Linked DNA regions of Sus scrofa: region 2 is linked to region 1. The links are chromatin contacts, called in public Hi-C maps. All regions are on one chromosome and are shown on one strand. The core of a region is the stretch at or near the end of the contact, and the rest is flanking DNA. Distances in the headings are between cores, read along the strand shown.

Region 1 (3,552 bases), core at 289-2,788:
TTGTATTAACTTTGAAGCCTTTGCAATAACTTGGGTAAATGCTCGATGAGAAACAGCAGTCCTATTTTCAATAGGCAATTAATTGTAAGATATTCAGGAAGAAGGTCTATAAGAACTATGCAGGATGTAGATCAAATTATAAAAATTGTACCTATATATTGTACTAACTCTGAAGCCTGATGGACAGTATATATCAATATTACGACTAGTAGAAGATATACAACTAGAGGCTTAGATCAGAGATGGCTCAGCTAGCTAATAACCCTTCAAGGCTTGGAACCTAAGTCCCTCAAGCCTTGGCTACTTCCTCAGACCTAAAGCCAGAAGATACAGTTAACACATTTCCCACCATTGGCAGCTGCACAGAGATTTACTGCCCTGAAACATGCCCACCGCAGCTGAAGAAAAAAAAAATTTTAATAAATTTTATTGGAGTATAGTTGACTTACAATGTTGTGTTAGTTTCAGGTATACAGCAAAGTGAATCAGTTATACGTGCATATATATTATGTATGTATGAAAAGAATGTATGTATGTATAATATATATTAATCTTATAGTAATCTTATATAGTATATAGTACATAGCATACAGTACATCTTACATACATACCTTCTTTTTCAAATTCTTTCCCATATAGGCTATCACAGAGTATTGAATAGATTTCCCTGTGCTATACAGTAGGCCCTTGTTACTTATCAATTTCATATACAGTAATGTGTATATGCCAAGCAGAAAATTCTTATTCATACCCCGCTAAAAGGAGCTTTTAACCAAGTGGGTAGCATTTCATTGTGATGCATGAAATCAACCTTCTCTTTCCTAAATGTGTGTTTGCTTGCTTTCTCTCTGCTCTCCTTGCCAAAAGTAAGCTTCCCCCATGTGTGACAGTCAATAAAGTAAATAATTTTATCTAAATTTTTAGTCAACAAAGTGTGGACAAAGTCGAAGAGGGAATCCTGGTACAAATGGGAAAATGTCCCACCCGAGCTAAACAACATCAATCACGTTCTCCAAAGAGGCTCAAGGTTTCCAAGGAAGAGGTGTTTTCTGGTTTATGACCAGCAGATGGCAGCATAACTCAAGAGAAGAAACCAAGTCTTAGTTTCAAATGCTCCTAAGCTTATGAAAAACTTTTTATTCACATTGCTGGGGTTAAAAATTATGGGCTTCAAATGACAGTGGGTGTACTTTAGAATCTGTTGGTTAAAAAACATATATATGGTAAGTTAAAATTAACTCACTGCAACTTTTGAAAGAATTTATACTTTAATAATCACCCAGAAACTTTCCCATGCATTCGAAATACAGAAAAGTGATAGAACCTCTGAATATTTATGTGCAGAATATTTACATCCACTCCCAAACCAACCTTGGCCTGCCTATGCATTCCCAGACCCTTGTCAGTAACTATATCCCATGGGGTTCTGGGTCCAGACGAGACCACCACCCTCATCAAGTCTTGCTTCTCCTCACTCCCACCCAGCAGCCTGCTGAAAGCTTCAGGAGTCCTGGTCCTTTTAAAAGGGCAGAGTGGACCACAAGTTCCCATTTTCTGCACAGCTAAGTCTTGGAACTCCAAAACCTACTGTTCAAAATCGTAAGGGTTTTCACATGGCAATTAACTTTCTAATACAGAAAACACCATGTAAAACAGAGCCTCTGTGGGAATGGAATATTTCCCAATTAGATAATATTTGTAGTTGTTAAGGGTATGGGATTGAAGTCCAAATGCATGAACTGGGCGAGAGACATTTCTCTTTATGTTAGTTGTGTGATTTGAGCGAGCTACCCAACCTCTCTAAGCTCTTTTCCCCACCTGTAAAAGAGAAAGCACATTTCTTGCCTCCTGGAGTTTTTAAAGGAGATAATCTAGGAAAGGCACTTGAGGCAGCATCCAGCACACAGAAGTGTTTGGTAATGTTATTATCAGCCTATTACCACTGCCATTACCGTCATTATTATCACTAATATCACAATAGAGGATCACTGAACATTGGGAACTCCATGGATGAGATCTCTTCTAGTGAATTGTTTCTGCAGGGAAAAATCCTGGGTGACATCAAGCCATCCATAATGTGCTTGTTTCCAACATTTCTAAAATGTTCTAATAATGGCAAAGCATTTCTTCCTTGGCATTGCCAACACAAGACCTCTTGGCTTATATGAAAGAGCCTTAACAGTGAGAAATCCTGGAGGGAGTTGCCATCCACTGCCAACCACTAGCCTTGGAGCTGCTATTCCTGGAAGTGGCCACTCTCTGCAGATTCCAGTGACTGAAGTGTCTCCACCAAGGGCGCGTGCCTGCATGGGCACTTGAGTGTGTAGATGTTTGTGACCAAGCCTCAGCCTTTTAAAAAAATCACCTGAAAATCTAAATTCCATTCACTGATACTTGGTCCTAACTTTCCTCCCCCAAATATGAGTTTCGTAGAAATAATATTCTCCTTTTTATATCACACTTTCTTTCTCATCCTAAATAACAGTGAACATTTGCTAAGGTCCAGCCCATAAGAGCCATATGGACTAGACTGCCCAAAGCCCCTCCTTGGACTTCCCCTTGGTCCTCTCCTACTGCAGCTGACAATCACAGGCAGGGCCACTTCCCTCAGCCATGTAGGTGGGTACAGCCTGGGGAGGTAAAACCCACACTGGAGGAGAGAATTCCTGGTGATAATTCTTGCACAGAGGTGTTAACTAGGGGGCAGTTTATATCACTGACACTGCACCACCTGGACTATGGAGTTACCTGTCCCAGTGAACCTGCTAAGTATAATTCCAGAAGGGAAACAGCAGGGCTGAATGTGTTCAGCTTAGTGCATCATGCGGCCCAGGGAAATTTTTGCCCTGCCCTCCTTGAGGGCAGTCTCAAGGAAGCATTATTTTTTTATTATTATTTTTTGCTTTTTAGGGCCACACCTGTGGCATATGGAAATTCCCAGGCTAGGGGTTGAATCAGACCTGCACCTGCCAGCTTACGTCACAGACAGAAACATGGGATCCGAGCCATGTCTGCGACCTACACCTCAGCTCACGATAATGCCAGATCCTTAACCCACTGAGCAAGGCCAGGAATTGAATTTGTGTCCTCATGGATACTAGTTGGGTTTGTAACCCACTGAGCCACAACGGGAACTCCCTCAAGAAGGCATTCTTAAACCCCAACAGGCTGGACTGTCCATCTCAGTGTCCCAGGAGTAGAAAGACGAGGAGTCAGAAAGAATTGAGGCGGGAAAGGGTGGGACTTTTCTAATGCCCTACTCATTTTTCCCCCAAAGGTCAATACTCTTGATAGCCAGGAGCCGTGCCCATTAACCCTTGGAGGTACTATTGGTGAAAGAATAACATAAGATAGAATTATATTAGCCCCTGAGTTTGTTTCTGAAGAAGCCTCCAGAACCAAAGAAAAAGCCTCAATACCAGGCTGTGAGTTGGTGAGAGCTCTGGGCCCTCTCTCCAGGCAGGCGCCACAAGGGGCGACAGCTCTCCACGCCTCACCACTGAAGGGGAAGGGTCTCAGGAAAGATGGTCTGGTGAACCCTCCTGGGATGAG
Region 2 (3,552 bases), core at 416-2,915, 230 kb after region 1:
AGACAGGAAGTAGAATGGTGATTGCTAGGGGCTGAAGGGAGGGGGAATGGGGCATTGTTTAATTGGTAGAGTTGCAGTTTTGGAAGATGAAAAAATCCTAGAGATAGATAGTGGTGATGATTGCATAACAAAGTGTGTACACTTAGTGCCACTGAACTGCACACTTTAAAATGGTTAAAATAATGAATTTGGGAGTTCCCGTCATGGCTCAGTGGTTAACAAATGCGATGAGTATTCACGAAGATGTAGGTTTGATCCCTGGCCTTGCTCAGTGGCTTAAGGATCCAGCATTGCCATGAGCTGTGGTGTAGGTCACAGACACAGCTCCGATCCAGCATTGCTGTGGCTGTGGTGTAGGCTGGCAGCTACAGCTCTGATTCAACCCCTAGCCTAAGAACCTCCATATGCTGTGGGTGTGGCCCTAAAACAACAAAAGACAAAAAAATAATAATAATGAATTTGTCCTGTATATATTTTACCCCAATTTTAAAAAAAGAAGAAAAGCTATTATGAAGCTGAGTATAGCTACAGATAGCTCCTAGCCTGAAGGCATAGCTTGAGAGGACCAGGGCTGGGTAGAGGATGACCGTCACAAGGTAATAAAGTGGGGTCTCAGGAGGGACCTAATGGAAAGCACACTGCACATCCAGTGAGTCAAGAGACTGTGGGCCCCTCAGTTGGAGAGGCAGGGCAGTATAGTGCAGCTAACTATCATTCATATGGGAATAAAAACACCAAATGATGTTCCATGTTCCCATGGGAACACATATGTTTGTGTAAACACATAGACAATGATCTGGAAGCTTACCACTGATGTCATATCTTTGGGGAAAGTAAAGGAGAATTTTAGCTTTCCCTGAATGTTTGGGTTTTTTAACCCCAAGAACATATTAGTGTATTTATATAAGCATATTTTATATAAAAATAACTTCAATTTAGATGAGAAAAGGATGGTATTTTTTACTGAAGTATAGTTGCTGTACAATGTTATGTTACAGGTGTACTATGTAGTGATTCATAATTTTTATTTGTATTTTTCTTTGTCTTTTTGTGTTTTTAGGGCCACACCCATAGCATATGGAGGTTCCCAGGCTAGGGATCCAATGGGAGCTGTAGCTGCCAGCCTATGCCACAGCCGCAGCAACTTGGGATCCAAGCCACGTCTGTGAACTACACCACAGCTCACAGCAACACCAGATCCTTAACCCACTAATCAAGGCCAAGGATCAAACGCATGCCCTCGTGGATACTAGTCAGGTTCATTAACCACTAAGCCACGACGGAAACTCCAGATTCATACTTTTTAAAGTTTATACTCTTTATATAGTTGTTGTAAATATTTGCCATATTTCATGTATTGTACAATACATTCTTATAGCTTATTTTATACCCAATAGTTTTTACCTCTTACTTTCTTACCCCTGAATTTCCCTTTCCCCCTCCCCTCTCACCACCAGTAACCATTAGTTTGTTCTCTATATCTGTGTCTTTGTCTTATGTTAACCAAAACAGCAGCATTACATGTAATCGGTTTTGACAACATCCGCCAAAGGTTTTAGGTACCATCTTGGTTCAAGCTCTAAAAATCTTCATAGCCTTACAATTTTTCCCCAAACAGTGAAGCCCCTTGACTTTTTCCTGGGGGACATACATGTAATGTAGAAGAGTTGTTCCCACTGCTCTCTAGCCCCCAGTCTTTACACCAACACTCAGAATTTTAAGGGCAAAGTTTTGAGGAGCTGCCAGCCTTCTGAGCCTCTGTGCCAGGCCCACCCTGTCCATGCTGCATCTCAGCCTCCCTCAAACTCTTACTTTCATCAGGATGTTTTGTGACAAAAGTGGAACTAGGAATAAAGGAGGCTTCAGTCTTGACTCAGCCAGTTATTTATTGTTCAGAGTTGGCATTTTCTTGAAATCTCTGTGCTTCCATTTCCTCGTTTCAAAACTAGTAATGATAACAATGGCTGTTACCATTCGGTTGTTACAAAAACCAAAAGAGATTACATATATTTAAGATAGTTTACATGAAAAAAATAAAAAGGGATGTGGAAAATACTCAAGATTAGCTGCAGAGGGAAGATAATCTGGGGACACTTATTTCTCCAACCAAATTGTAAATTTGTCCAGGTATTGACCTCTGCTTCCCCCATAATGCTTTTGGGCCTGGCTTCATTCATTCTTTCTCTTTGGTATGTTATGAAATACTTGTCCCAGCAGATGGCAGAAGAGAACTGAGTCAGGAAAACCAGCCTGGGTATTTCAATACTCTCAGTGAACCAAGTGAAAGTATTCACACCTTAATGTGCAGGCTGAAGTAGCTCTAGATGTTGATTTTCACGATTGTCATTGACCTTTCCTAATAAAGTTGGGTCTGGAAGGTCATGAGGACAACCACTGTATCAAAAATACCATGTCGCTGAGACTCACTTATTCAAGAACATTCGATCCCTGAGCATCTCCAAGATACTAGAGACACACAGAGGAATACAAAATACTCCTTGCCCCTAGGGAGTTCACAGGCCTACCCAAAATCAAACAAGGAGATGACAGCTTGCATTTGGCAGGACTGGACTATAACGGCAGCAACTGCCTGAATGTGATAGGATGGCAGGTTTGGATTGCCTGCTTCAAACCATCTTAGAGACATAGTCTTGCCTCTCCAGCCCCACTGTCTCTATTCAAGTCCAGCTCATCCTTTCTGGCCCCAACTACTGCAATAACCTCCTAAGAGAACCCCTCTCTGGTCCTAGTTTTACATCAATTTCATCCTCAGGGTAATCTTTCCAAAATGCAAATGTGGTTCTATCATATACTGTCTACATAAAAAGATTTAATGACTCATTGTCCTCATAATTAGACCCATGCACTTAATATTCCTTATAAGGCCTTTTGTGATCTGACCTCTGCTTTCCTCTCCTTTTTCTCTCCCCCGCTCCTCTGCAGTCTCTCGGTTTCCCAAAAGGTTTTATCCCTGGCTGGTTTTAGCCCAAGTTGTTTTTCTCTCTGCCTAGAATATTTTAAAATGAAAACCCATGCCCCTCTGACCAGCTATTCTCCTTAATCCTGCTAACTAGAATTTATTCTTCAGGTCTCAGATTAGATGTTATTTCCTTTGATAAACTCTCCCTGATGGTACAAGACTGGGTTATTCAACCCTCCTGGGTACACCCATAGCACTCTTTACTTCCATCATCCTTGCATTTGTCATATTTCCTCATACTAGAAAAATGTGTATCTTCCCTCTGACTACTATAAGCTCCCTAAGGATAAGGTCTCCCTTTTGTTCAACAATGTATCCCCATTTCTTAGCACAGCTCCTGGTATAGAACAATACACAATCAAAATTAATTGAGTAGATGAATAAACAAATCATAAAACGCAATTGGTACTGTTCAAGGAATCATAAGATTCTTGGGCATGAGATTTTAGTAGAGAAGGTCTTCCTGTGTATGTCAGTCACAGTCCCTTTCCATCAAGTTGTCAACCATACATGCTCAAGACACGTTGTTTTAGCACAGATAACATGAAGATGTGGAGAAGATCACCTAATCC

Evidence for each region. Hi-C and Micro-C count contacts between places; a contact is called where the count stands out from the background.
Region 2: a contact with region 1 is called in a Hi-C map of omental adipose tissue, with 3 times the contacts expected there. The contact joins two enhancer-like sites. A contact is called at or near these places in 1 of 5 promoter capture datasets (liver), 28 of 47 Hi-C or Micro-C datasets (adipocytes, alveolar macrophages, blood and 17 more) and 2 of 2 datasets of contacts at active chromatin or transcription factors (alveolar macrophages and skeletal muscle).

What each region holds. Positions count from the first base shown.
Region 1 is chr7:87,590,968-87,594,519 of Sscrofa11.1, forward strand. All of the region lies in intron 9 of SV2B (synaptic vesicle glycoprotein 2B), which reads right to left. Among named protein-coding and RNA genes, the nearest start is that of SV2B, 170 kb to the right of the region's middle. Within about 2 kb of position 1,539, at least 3 of the 83 cell types and tissues checked have an H3K27ac peak or open chromatin away from gene starts, as enhancers often do. A contact at or near this core is called in omental adipose tissue, where this site is marked.
Region 2 is chr7:87,823,291-87,826,842 of Sscrofa11.1, forward strand. It overlaps LOC106504496 (a long non-coding RNA gene), which reads right to left. Exons shown (of 4, transcript XR_002345980.1): 4 at 1,788-3,552. Among named protein-coding and RNA genes, the nearest start is that of SV2B, 58 kb to the left of the region's middle. Within about 2 kb of position 1,666, at least 3 of the 83 cell types and tissues checked have an H3K27ac peak or open chromatin away from gene starts, as enhancers often do. A contact at or near this core is called in omental adipose tissue, where this site is marked.